Regions from separate parts of the Rattus norvegicus genome. Here region 2 is linked to region 1. The links are chromatin contacts, called in public Hi-C maps. All regions are on one chromosome and are shown on one strand. Each heading gives the region's core, a stretch centred on a gene start, on an enhancer-like site or on the middle of the called end of the contact. The rest is flanking DNA. Distances are from core to core; before and after follow the strand shown.

Region 1 (5,044 bases), core at 629-3,128:
GTGTGGCCTTGTTGGAGTAGGTGTGGCCTTGTTGGAGTAGGTGTGGCCTTGTTGGAGTAGGTGTGGCCTTGTTGGAGGAGTAAGGCACTTTGGGGATGGGCTTTGAAACCCTCTTCCAAGCCACTTGGGAGCCAGCCTGCTCCTGGATTCTTTTGGATGAAGATGTAGAACTCTCATGCCTGCCTGTACGCTGCCTTATTCCTGCCATGATGGCAATGAATTGAACCTCTGAACCTGTAAGCCAGCCCCAATGAAATGTTGTCCTTAGAAGAGTTGCCTTGGTCATGGTGTCTCCTCACAGCAGTGGAAACCCTACCTAAGACAGTAACCTAATAGCCTCCCCTGCCTTCACATTGAGCAATGTGATGGGCTGACAGATAATGCCCTTCTCACTGGAGGTCTTGGGGACCCCCACACCCAGCTGAATAGGGAGACAGGCACTTTGTCTGGAGCAAAAACATCTAGATGCCACAAAGCCTGTGAGTCAAAGGTGCTGGTCTGAGGAAGGAGGGAACAAACATGCCGCCATGTTTTTGGCTTTCTGCTCCCCCAGGGCTCACTCTCTCATCCTCTCTGGAGATTCGTCTTGTCCCTGCTTCCTGAGCTCTAGTAAGAGGTAGTTGTAACTTGTCTGTTCTCAGTCCAGCCTGTTTTAAAAGCAGCTTTCCCTGATATTCCCGAAGTTGCAATTCGTGGACAGAAATGTGACACTAAACACAAAGAGTGTCACCCCCACTCCCGAATGATAAACTTACATCTCAGGGGAAAAAAAGAAAAAGAAAAACAAACCAAATTGACTGCCCAGCCAGACTCTGTTTTCAATTTGCCCTTTCGGTGAGCAAAATAAAGACAGTTCTCAGTAGCCGCGGGAGGCTCCAGCTAGATCTGGTACCTTCAGTGAGGAAGGAAGACCGACCTGTGCCCATGCCACAGTATAAGGAAGACAGAACTAAGTCTCCACCATCTTGTCTGTCCTCCAGGAGATGGGGCAGAGCTGGAGTGTGGGGATTTCAGGGCCAGGTCACACTCTAGTCATCTGACTGTGTGATGTGTTTGCCCTGAGGGATGTGCGAAAGCCGGAGCAACGGTGCTCGTCACTGTTATCAGGGGAAAACCTCCTACCAGAGACAGAAATTATTTGGAGGTTCCAGAACACTTCCCTGCTTCAGACATAAACGTAGTCGGTTACTCCCGTTATTTTGTCCAAAATGATACCGGGATGTATATGTCTTAATTCTCAGAAAATTAAGCATTTGATTGTTGAAGACACATGACCAACTCTTCTTTCACAGAAATCTAAACTTCCTTCACCCCAGGGATTCTGACCCATAGTGTTGTCATTTCGGCCAGGGCCACAAGGGGGTGCTGTGGAAGGCCAGCCCGAGTTGTCGGGAGGAAGGCCACTCACTTCCAAGTAGGAGCCAGAGCCACACGGTGACATTTTAGTCAGCTTGACACCACTCGGAGACATTTCCAACCACTCTGAGGGTGTGAGCCTCAGGGTTCCACTGAGCATACAAGCTCCCCTCAAAAGGGACATGAGAGCCAAACATGTGTTTCCAATGGGCACACTAGGAGTGACAAGGGCTCCTCTACTCCCAGTGCTAGTACAACTAGGACAACCCTCCTCACTGGCTGGGGGCCAGGCCCACCCATTAGCCCATCCATCCCACCATTCACTACAACCCCATGTGAAGCCTCATCGGGTGCTAATTAAAACAAACAAACAAAGAAACAAACAAACAAACAAAAAAACCTCTACGCTTTCCTTGGAAGGAAAAATCTAGGCGCGCCTCGTCACCGGTTACATTGCTCTTCACTGGATTGTGTGGGGCTAAGGCTAAGGAAGACTCCGTGTGCCAAGGCCCGCTGTGAGAGAGCGCGCTCCACTTCCGGAAGAGTGGGCTGTGTTTGGCGGCAGTCTCCAGCGCCTTTCCGAATCCTGCCTAACCATCCGTTTTCATTACAAAACCCCCTCCTTTGAGTCAGAGAAATTACAGCTCACAGACTTGGCTAATTTGCATGTTTCCCAATTATATACCTTGATGCAAACAAGAGAATTCAAGCGTTTAGTAGCAACAATGGCTGAAGACTGGAATAAACCGAGCCCCTTAATCATCATCAGAGGGACTCTGACTTGTAGGCTGACACAAACAAAAGAGGACGTCCAGGCAGAGTGGTGGAGCTGGAAATCTTTGCCATTCGGTTTCTTTCTTTCTTTCTTTCTTTCTTTCTTTCTTTCTTTCTTTCTTTCTTTCACTTTTTCCTTTCCTTTCCTTTCCTTTCCTTTCCTTTCCTTTCCTTTCCTTTCCCTTCCTTCCCTTCCTTTCCTTTCCTTTCCTTTCCCTTCCTTTCCTTCTCCTTTCCCACATTCTTGGAGCTAGCAAGGCATACAAACAAACACAAAATCCTAGCAGCAAAATGTATTTGGTTACTCATTGGAAACCTTAAATGCTCCATGGAGTTGACAGTTTCTCTGTTTGGCAGTTTCCAGATCTTTAATCCTGAAGATTCTGGGATCTGAAGGCAAAGGGATGTTTTGCTGTTTGGGGCCGTTGAGTTACAGGGGCAGAAGAGAGATTGTGATTGACAAAAGAAACACCCACTGTGCTCCCTCCCCGCCCCCCTTCCCTCCACCCATTCCTTCCCACCCCAGGCCAGCTGTATCCAATCTGTGAAGCTGGGGTGGGCTGACTCGGGTCATCTCCCGCAGGCAGACAGCCCTGAGGCTCAAATCCCTCCTAAATCTGTACCCATGGCTTCCCTCAGCTATTTCCGCCTCCTATGCCCTATTAGTCTCCCATCCCTAAACATCTGCATTCCGCCTGCTGCTGTCCACCCTGCACCACTGACATGAAATTACATGTCACCAAGGCCAGTCGCTCCCACAGAGATGCCACATTTCCTGTCCCAGCCTGGTTTTCCGTGCCGCTTGCCAATTTTGCCTCGTTTGTCCTTGTGTCTCTTCTGAGTCTCCATCACAGATCTCTTAAACAACAGGTGCTCCTGTGCTGACAATGGGTTGATGTCCCATAAGCCCGTCCTAAATTGAATGTGACAGGTCAAAAATGCATTCAAGACTCATTCTCCTGAATGTCACTCTGGGAGCTGAGCTCTTTGCCACCACCTAGCATCACGGGACAGGACTGGACCACAGGGCACTAAGCAGGAAAATATTCATCCTCAGAATCAGAAGAGAGGTTTCTGCTGAGTGCTTACCACTTTCATACCTCTGCAATGTCAGCATTCTGAAGTGGGGACAGCCACCACATAAAGCACTAAGCCTGTATGTTTGTTCCTAAGGGCTGCTGAAACAAATCTCCAGTCGTAGGGTGTCCCCAGCAGGGGGGCAGTCTGCTTGAACCCATGTATAGCTTCTGGTAAAACATTGTTCCTCTCTCTGCCGCTGTGTCCAGTTTGACCTCCTCCCAGCATCTCCTCTGTGGATGTGTCTGTGTGTCTGTCTGGTTATAAAGACACCAGCCATTGCATTCAGAGGGACTATTCTATCCCTCAGAACTCATCTGAACTTGATCCCATCTTCAAGGTCTTCATTCCATAGAGTCCCATTTGCAGGCTCCAGCAATTAGGTCCTGAACTTTTCTTCCAGCTCTGATCATTGTAACAGACGTCTGACATTCAGAAACACTTTATTTCAGCCTTTCTTAAAAGAATTCTTTATCACTCTCTATACTTTCTGGGCATCATGTGTGTAGAGCCCTATTCTAAGTCACTTCATACCATAAAGAAAAAGTGCCCTGAGGCTATGCCCTGCCCTGGGTGACTGCACTTTATAAAGCCAACTTTACCCAAGTGCGGTTGCGGAAGTCGGGTGACTTCTCTCCTGGCATTAAACATCATCACCTGTCCAGGACAACTACGAGGCATAGGCTGGAAAACAGTTTTTATTCCTGCAAGCCAAAAGATATCACTGATAAACGGATCCAAGTGGGCTGGGAACCCAGGGGCAAACATGCATATTTAAGTGGTCGGGAAACCAGCCCTGAGAACTTACTGAATAAACCAGACCAACAGACAGTGGACACCATCATCTGGACCTCATAAAGAGAAAGAGAGTAAGGTAACAGACCGGAGCCCTCTGGCTTGTCACCCAACCCAGTGGATGTATCAAAGGACTGAAAGATAGAGAACCGGCCATTGGCTCCCGGCTGCAGCCCAGCAGGGTCCCCACTGCTGCCACCTGCATGCCACCCAGGCCCCCCAAATGGTTTTCTTAGTAGTAACACCTGCTGTGTCTCTCTGCGTCTGTATCAGTATCCTGCCTCTATTAAGGCCCCTTTGAACTCTGAGGCCTCTTATAGCCATTGTATAACAAACACATATGCGCATATCCACATATTACCGTATGGGGTTGAATATACGATTTAAGAATATTATAATTGGACTAAAAGAACCTGTGGCTGGACTCCTTGGTAAATACTCCCAAAGAAACTGACATAGCATGTGAGTTTTTTTTAAAAAACACATTTATTTATTATATAGGTATGTATATTTTGCTATATATGTGTGTATGATGTATGTATGTTTATATGTAATCTATGCATTCCTAATGCTAGTGGAAGTCAGAAAAGCATATAGGATTCCATAGAACCAGAGTTATAAATGGTTGTCAGCTACCATGTGGGTGCTGGGAACTCAACCCAGGTCCTCTGCAAGATCAGCAAGTGCTCATAACTGTGGAGCCATCTTGCCAGCCCTTCCCCCCACCCCCATTTGAGAATTGGAGCCATATGTTATTATGTGAAGATTCAAATGCTGGTTTCTGCTCCCCCATATCTGGTTGCCATCCTTACTCAGAGAATCTCCTGTCTCAATCTTGAATAAACACTAGCTCCCCAATCGTTTCCTGATGTCTCAATAAAGAGAGTTTAAAAGCCAATGACTGAGCAGGGAAGAGAATAGGGCGGGACTTCTGCCAGGCCGGGGACCAGGTGAGAGAGGGAGGAAGTGGAGGATTCAACCATGGGGAGAGAGCCCAAGGGATACCACTAGAAAAACACCTGGAACAGAGAGAGCCCTAAAG
Region 2 (5,531 bases), core at 76-2,575, 140 kb after region 1:
GTCTTGAATTATATATATATATATATATAATATGTGTGTATACATATGTGTGTATGTATGTATATATATATAAAGATTTAACCTATTTATTATGTATAAGTACACTGTAGCTGTCTTCAGACACACCAGAAGAAGGCATCAGATTTAATTACAGATGGTTCTGAGCTACCACGTGGTTGCTGGGATTTGAACTCTGGACCTCTGAACCACTTAACCACTGAGCCATCTCTTAAAGTATATATTTATAGTATTGTACTTAAAATTATATATTTAAAGTATTGAGTTCATCTTTACATAAAATTAGGAAAATAATCATTAAAATTGTACACAGTGAACGCCCTACTTTGCTTTCTAGTGGGATAAACACCATGACCAAAAGCAACTCAGGGGAGGAAAGGGTTTATTTGGCTTAGAGGTTACAGACAGTCTATCACTGAGGGAAGCCAAGGCAGGAACTCAAAGCAGGCGCCTGAAGACAAGACACCAGGAAGGACCAGTGCTTACTGGCATGCTTCCCACTCACATTTGGAAACCTTTCTCATACAACCCAGGCTTGCCTACATAGGGATGGTGCTGCCCACAGTGGGCTGGACCCTCCTACAGCAGCCAACAATCAGAAAATGATTCCATCAAGTCTAGGCTAGTGAATGGTTGAGTTTATTGAGGTTACTTACAGGAGCTCAGGTGATTCAGAGGGAGACAGGCACATGTCTACGTGACCATTTACGGAAGCTGTGTTCCTGGAGTACCCCTTCCCCGTTTGCTGGTGACTTCATTGAAGAGCCTCCTCCCTCTGCAGAGGTGACTGCGTACATAACCTAAGAAGTGGGCTTGTGAGTCCTATAACTTTCTGAACTTCCCGAGCCTGCTGTGTTTCATGAGTTTTTCTCTTCCTCTAGGAAAGAAGGTTTCACTTTAAAAGAGATGGCTGCAGAATAAGAGCTGGGGGATTTAGCACATGTGTGTGCATGTGTGCATGCGTGCTGCCTGCATGCTTGAGTACTCATGTGCAAGCCTGAAGGTATGGAGTCTGCAATGCACAATCTAACCAGACAGGAAGACTCTCAATGAATACTGACAATGTCTGTGGTTAGACAAATACAGAAAGGCTGGGGAGACAGGTGTGCCAAATAGAAAAGCCAAGAGTTGCAATGGATATAGAACTCACAATGGGTAAAATGCTTGTTCTGCAAGCATAGTGATCTGAGTTTCATCTCATAGCGTCCATTGAAAGGAAAATCCAGGGGTGGCATTGCATGCTTATACCTCAGCCTTGAGGAGTTAGAGGCAGGAGGATTTCTGTCAGTCTGTCTAGCTCAGTGGTTCTCAACCATCCTAGTGCCGCGGCCCATTAACGACATTCCTCATGTTGTGGTGACCCCCAACCATAAAATTATTTCCTTGATACCTTGCCAGGAGGCTGCCCAGTACCAGTTCTCTCTGGAAATACAGCCACTGGGGGAAGGGTTGGTGATTTTCAGGTGCAAAACTCAATTTTGCCAGGGCTAAAATGCTGCTTATTTGTAACTTCTGGCTTCGGGTGAATAACACCTGCTGTTTAACATGAAGAGATGAAGTAAACAAGTGATCACTCTGGAGTTTTGCTCTTCTATGGTCATATTCTAGTTTCGATTCTAACTTTGTTATATATCTTTCTAGCAAATCAACTAAAACCATCTCTAAGGTGGACTCAGCTTATAATGATGTTTTGCTGGGACACACGGTAGTGACTTCATAGAGAGAAACTCACCAAAGAACTTCTCCTGAGGTGTCGGTAGCTTTTTGCCACTTCTGGGAACTAGGGAGTTGGTGAGCCTGGCGTTTGCTTCTGGCTTCATGTGTGGTATCTGCCAAGGGTGTTGACTGCAGATGCTAGTTCGTGTTTGGTGTTTTGCTAGTGGACTGGACTGAGAACAATGAAGATCGGACCCACCCCAAAGAACTATTTCTAAACAGTCCACTTCCCCCATATCCCAAGAACCTTTCTTTTCCACTGCCTCTGGTGGGTGGAGGGCTAGAGGGAGAGGTTGAACCCTTATTAGCATATCTCTTAAAACTTTCTTCCTAAATTTTACCTGGTAATATTTTAGCTTAAACTGTCCAATTAAAGAAACACTTTTCTGAAGAAAACAAACAAACAAACAAACCTTTCTTCCTAAAATTATTTGAATCAAATCAGGAATTCTATAAAATCATTAATTCATCTAAACAGCATTAATTCATGAAAGTTCATCTTTATGTTGCTCTGAAGGGCATTTTCTCAATAGTGTAGGTTAATTCCCAGAATAGGCAAAGGCAGATCAGCTTCGAGAAGCAATCCTGAGATGACGTCTCTAGGGACCTTGCCTCTCACAGCTCACCCATTGTAAGTCATGCAAAAATGGTGAGGACACCTCCAGGATAGTCACCTGCTAGCTTTAGCCTCTCTGAGATGGCTCCTGTCTACCATATAATAGTAATTTTGCTACTGTTATGAATCATAACGTGAATACCTGATATGCAAGATATCTGGTTGAGAACTGCTGTTCGAGCTGATCAGTGATCACCGTGTTCAGTAAAAGACTGTCTCTCAAAAATAGTGTGGGAACACACACACACACACACACACACACCACACACGTAAGGTTGTGGGGTCCAAAGTCTGCTCTGCCACAGGGCATGGCTGCTTGGGGAGCTGGACACCGGAAGTGACCACGCTTACCCCACACTGTCGTTGGGTGTGTATTGGGCTGCAGGGAAGCCCCAGGACACTGCTCCAGGGATGAGGAAGCACATTTTGAGGCGTGGGACAGTGGTGGTGGTGAATCTCTGGACCTGCAAGCTGCAGAAGAGCTGAGAACTGAATGGGGAACCCACGGGCTGGATCTGGCCAGGGGTGGGGTGGGGAGGGTTCTGGCTGGTCCCGAAGAATCCTTGGCTTGTAGATAGTTGGCTTGGGCTTGGGGTTGGTGGCTAGGAACACAGAGAGGTCTTCTATGGGAGACTAGACGGCAGCTCTGTAGGTGAAGGCCTTCTCTATAGCTCGCCGCAGCGAATCCTGACGAAAAGAGACAGTCTGTAGTTTTAAGGCATTTATTGTTATGGCGGAAAGTGGAAGTGTAGACCTATACCCCACTTCTCAGGGGGGTGACCTGATGTTAAATACCTTTTGCAGGGAGGAGTGTCTGGGAAGGAAAGCTTATTGACCAAGCCCTCCAGATCTTTAGGTATCTCATTAAAATGGAAATCTGTCTTGAGCCTGCGTGACTACACAGGATGGATGAGTGACTACACATGTGGATGGCCTGGGGGTGATGCCCTTATGTGACTGATGACCACAAATCCATGGAGGGTTGGAGCTAGTGACAGGGCCTGATGCCCAGGAACAGGTAACATGCCTACCATCCCTCAGAGTCTCTGGGGTTTCAAGCCTTACCTCAATTGGGAACCATGCTACCTTTCATGGTCTCACACACACACACACACACACACACACACAAAGAGAGAGAGAGAGAGAGAGAGAGAGAGAGAGAGAGAGAGAGAGAGAGAGAGGAGATGGAGGGGAAAGGGGCCAGGACTTAATGTGGGCTGAGGAGGGAGCCCAGACAGCCCTACCCCTGTCTCCCATCAATCCCAATTCAGGCTGTCAGCAACCCTAGCTTCAGTTCTTATGTTTACCTCCTAACCTGTTCCCTGATTTCTACCCTGGTCCCCTACTGTGCTCTCAAAGATGTGTCTGGAAGGACCCATTGAGATCCCAAATCTCAGTGAACTGCACTGCACTGCTCTCCCCACCCCCATCCTCCACAAAGCCTTGTTTTCCTTAAAGAAAAGTCAAGTCCTAATCTTGTCAATGACCTCACAGCCCTTCATGCCCTGATCCTTCCTGTCCTCCACTCTATCTGACCCATATTCACCTCCCCCCAGCTACACTAGCCTTTCAACTGTCCTTCCTACCTGCCAGGGACCCTCTTGTCTCAGGACCTTTGCATTGGCAAATAACTCTGCCCCTCTGAAGAGCCCTGCAGCTCACCACCTCGCTTTCTTGGGTTATTTGTTCAAACGCCATCTTTGCAGTGGGTCAGTCTGCCCACCTCATAATTGCAACCCGATCCTTTCGGTCTCCATTTGCACCCAGAGCTAAGTCTGTCCCACAGCCCTCCATACGCAAATCCTGCCCAGAGAAAGCTGGTCTCCCAGGAGTGCTCTAAAATTGCAGCCCACTCCTGCCTCTGTCCCCTGGACCCCCTAGCCCTTGTCTGTGGCCCTGCTTCCCACATTGTTCATAGCTCTGACTGGGACATAACATGTAGTTTTGGCTGCCCACTTTGTGCTCCTGTTTGGCTGCATGTGCACACCCACTATCTCAGATCCTCAAATAGAAAACACACACACACACACACACACACACACACACACACACACACACACACACACAAGCCAGTTATTCTTAAAATGCTGTAGCTAATTCAATGACTGGGCTCTCCTAAACCTACTCCTGCTACCCTAGGCCAAGTGGGGAAGTAGCAAGTGGCCACATGATTAGGTGGCTTTAATTTCTCAGCTACTGTGTCCCCTTGTCCTCCCAAGTTTTTGTGCATCCTACCTGTGCAAATCTCAGTGTCCCACCCCGTACTTGATCATTGGTTACTGACAATTTTATTGATAGATCAAAAGCCAATTGAGGAGAAGGACCTTCAGCATCAGTAAACACCAAATAAATCAAAGAACCAGAACCACGGTACTACACTGAACCAGAACTACACTGCGCTGCATGCTTTCCTGCTTTCCTTACTTACTGAGGTTTCTGTGTCTGTGCTCTCATCAGGCTATTCGCTCTCCTAAAGCAGTGGCTCCCGGTTTTTTTTGTTTTGTTTTGTTTTGTTTTGTTTTGTTTTTGTCATTGTTACTGTTTGTTATTTATAGGGACAGATTCAAGTTCTTGGGACAAATGAACATTTCTGTAGACGTGTTAAAGAGAAGAATGAAAGGCCATAAACAGGTGCAGTGGACAGGAAGTGTGTTTCCATCAACGATAGCTCCCTTTCAGTGTGTAACCAGGCGGGGCCTCGTTACTGCTGCTTGCTCTACCCGCCTGATCTAAGAGAGGTAACATACCTGTCACATATATCAGATACTAGTAAGGGGCCAGGTAAAGGACAGTGCCAGAATGAACAATGTGCCAAAAACTAATTGCTGTTGGGAACGCCCTGCTCTTGATCTTATAGCAGCATCAAGGAGGAACTCACTGTGTGCTCTGTGGCGTGCACAGAGCTCGCACACAGTTGCCTTCTCCTGGAGTCTCTCAATCAACTGTGTGTTGGTGTTGTTACGCACACGTCACACAATGATGTTTGGAAAGGTCAAGGATACACCCCTGGCAAACGTTTGAAAGAAAAGAAGTCATTGTCCTGGAAGTGTGCCTCATAGCATGCACCTGCCTTCACCAAAACCATCATGGGTGTGTGACCATCCCAGGTGTGCAAATGAGGAACAAGCCAAGCCCTTTTGAGAATGCCTTGGTATGTATGACATCGACATCAGCACTCTTT

What was found. Hi-C and Micro-C count contacts between places; a contact is called where the count stands out from the background.
Region 2: a contact with region 1 is called in a Hi-C map of Schwann cells, with 4 times the contacts expected there. The contact joins two enhancer-like sites. A contact is called at or near these places in 4 of 12 Hi-C or Micro-C datasets (the A7r5 cell line, Schwann cells, frontal cortex and 1 more) and 1 of 1 datasets of contacts at active chromatin or transcription factors (oligodendrocytes).

Annotation. Positions count from the first base shown.
Region 1 is chr9:96,799,098-96,804,141 of GRCr8, forward strand. No RefSeq gene overlaps it. Among named protein-coding and RNA genes, the nearest start is that of Arl4c, 50 kb to the left of the region's middle. Within about 2 kb of position 1,879, at least 13 of the 93 cell types and tissues checked have an H3K27ac peak or open chromatin away from gene starts, as enhancers often do.
Region 2 is chr9:96,935,641-96,941,171 of GRCr8, forward strand. No RefSeq gene overlaps it. Among named protein-coding and RNA genes, the nearest start is that of Sh3bp4, 170 kb to the right of the region's middle. Within about 2 kb of position 1,326, at least 3 of the 93 cell types and tissues checked have an H3K27ac peak or open chromatin away from gene starts, as enhancers often do.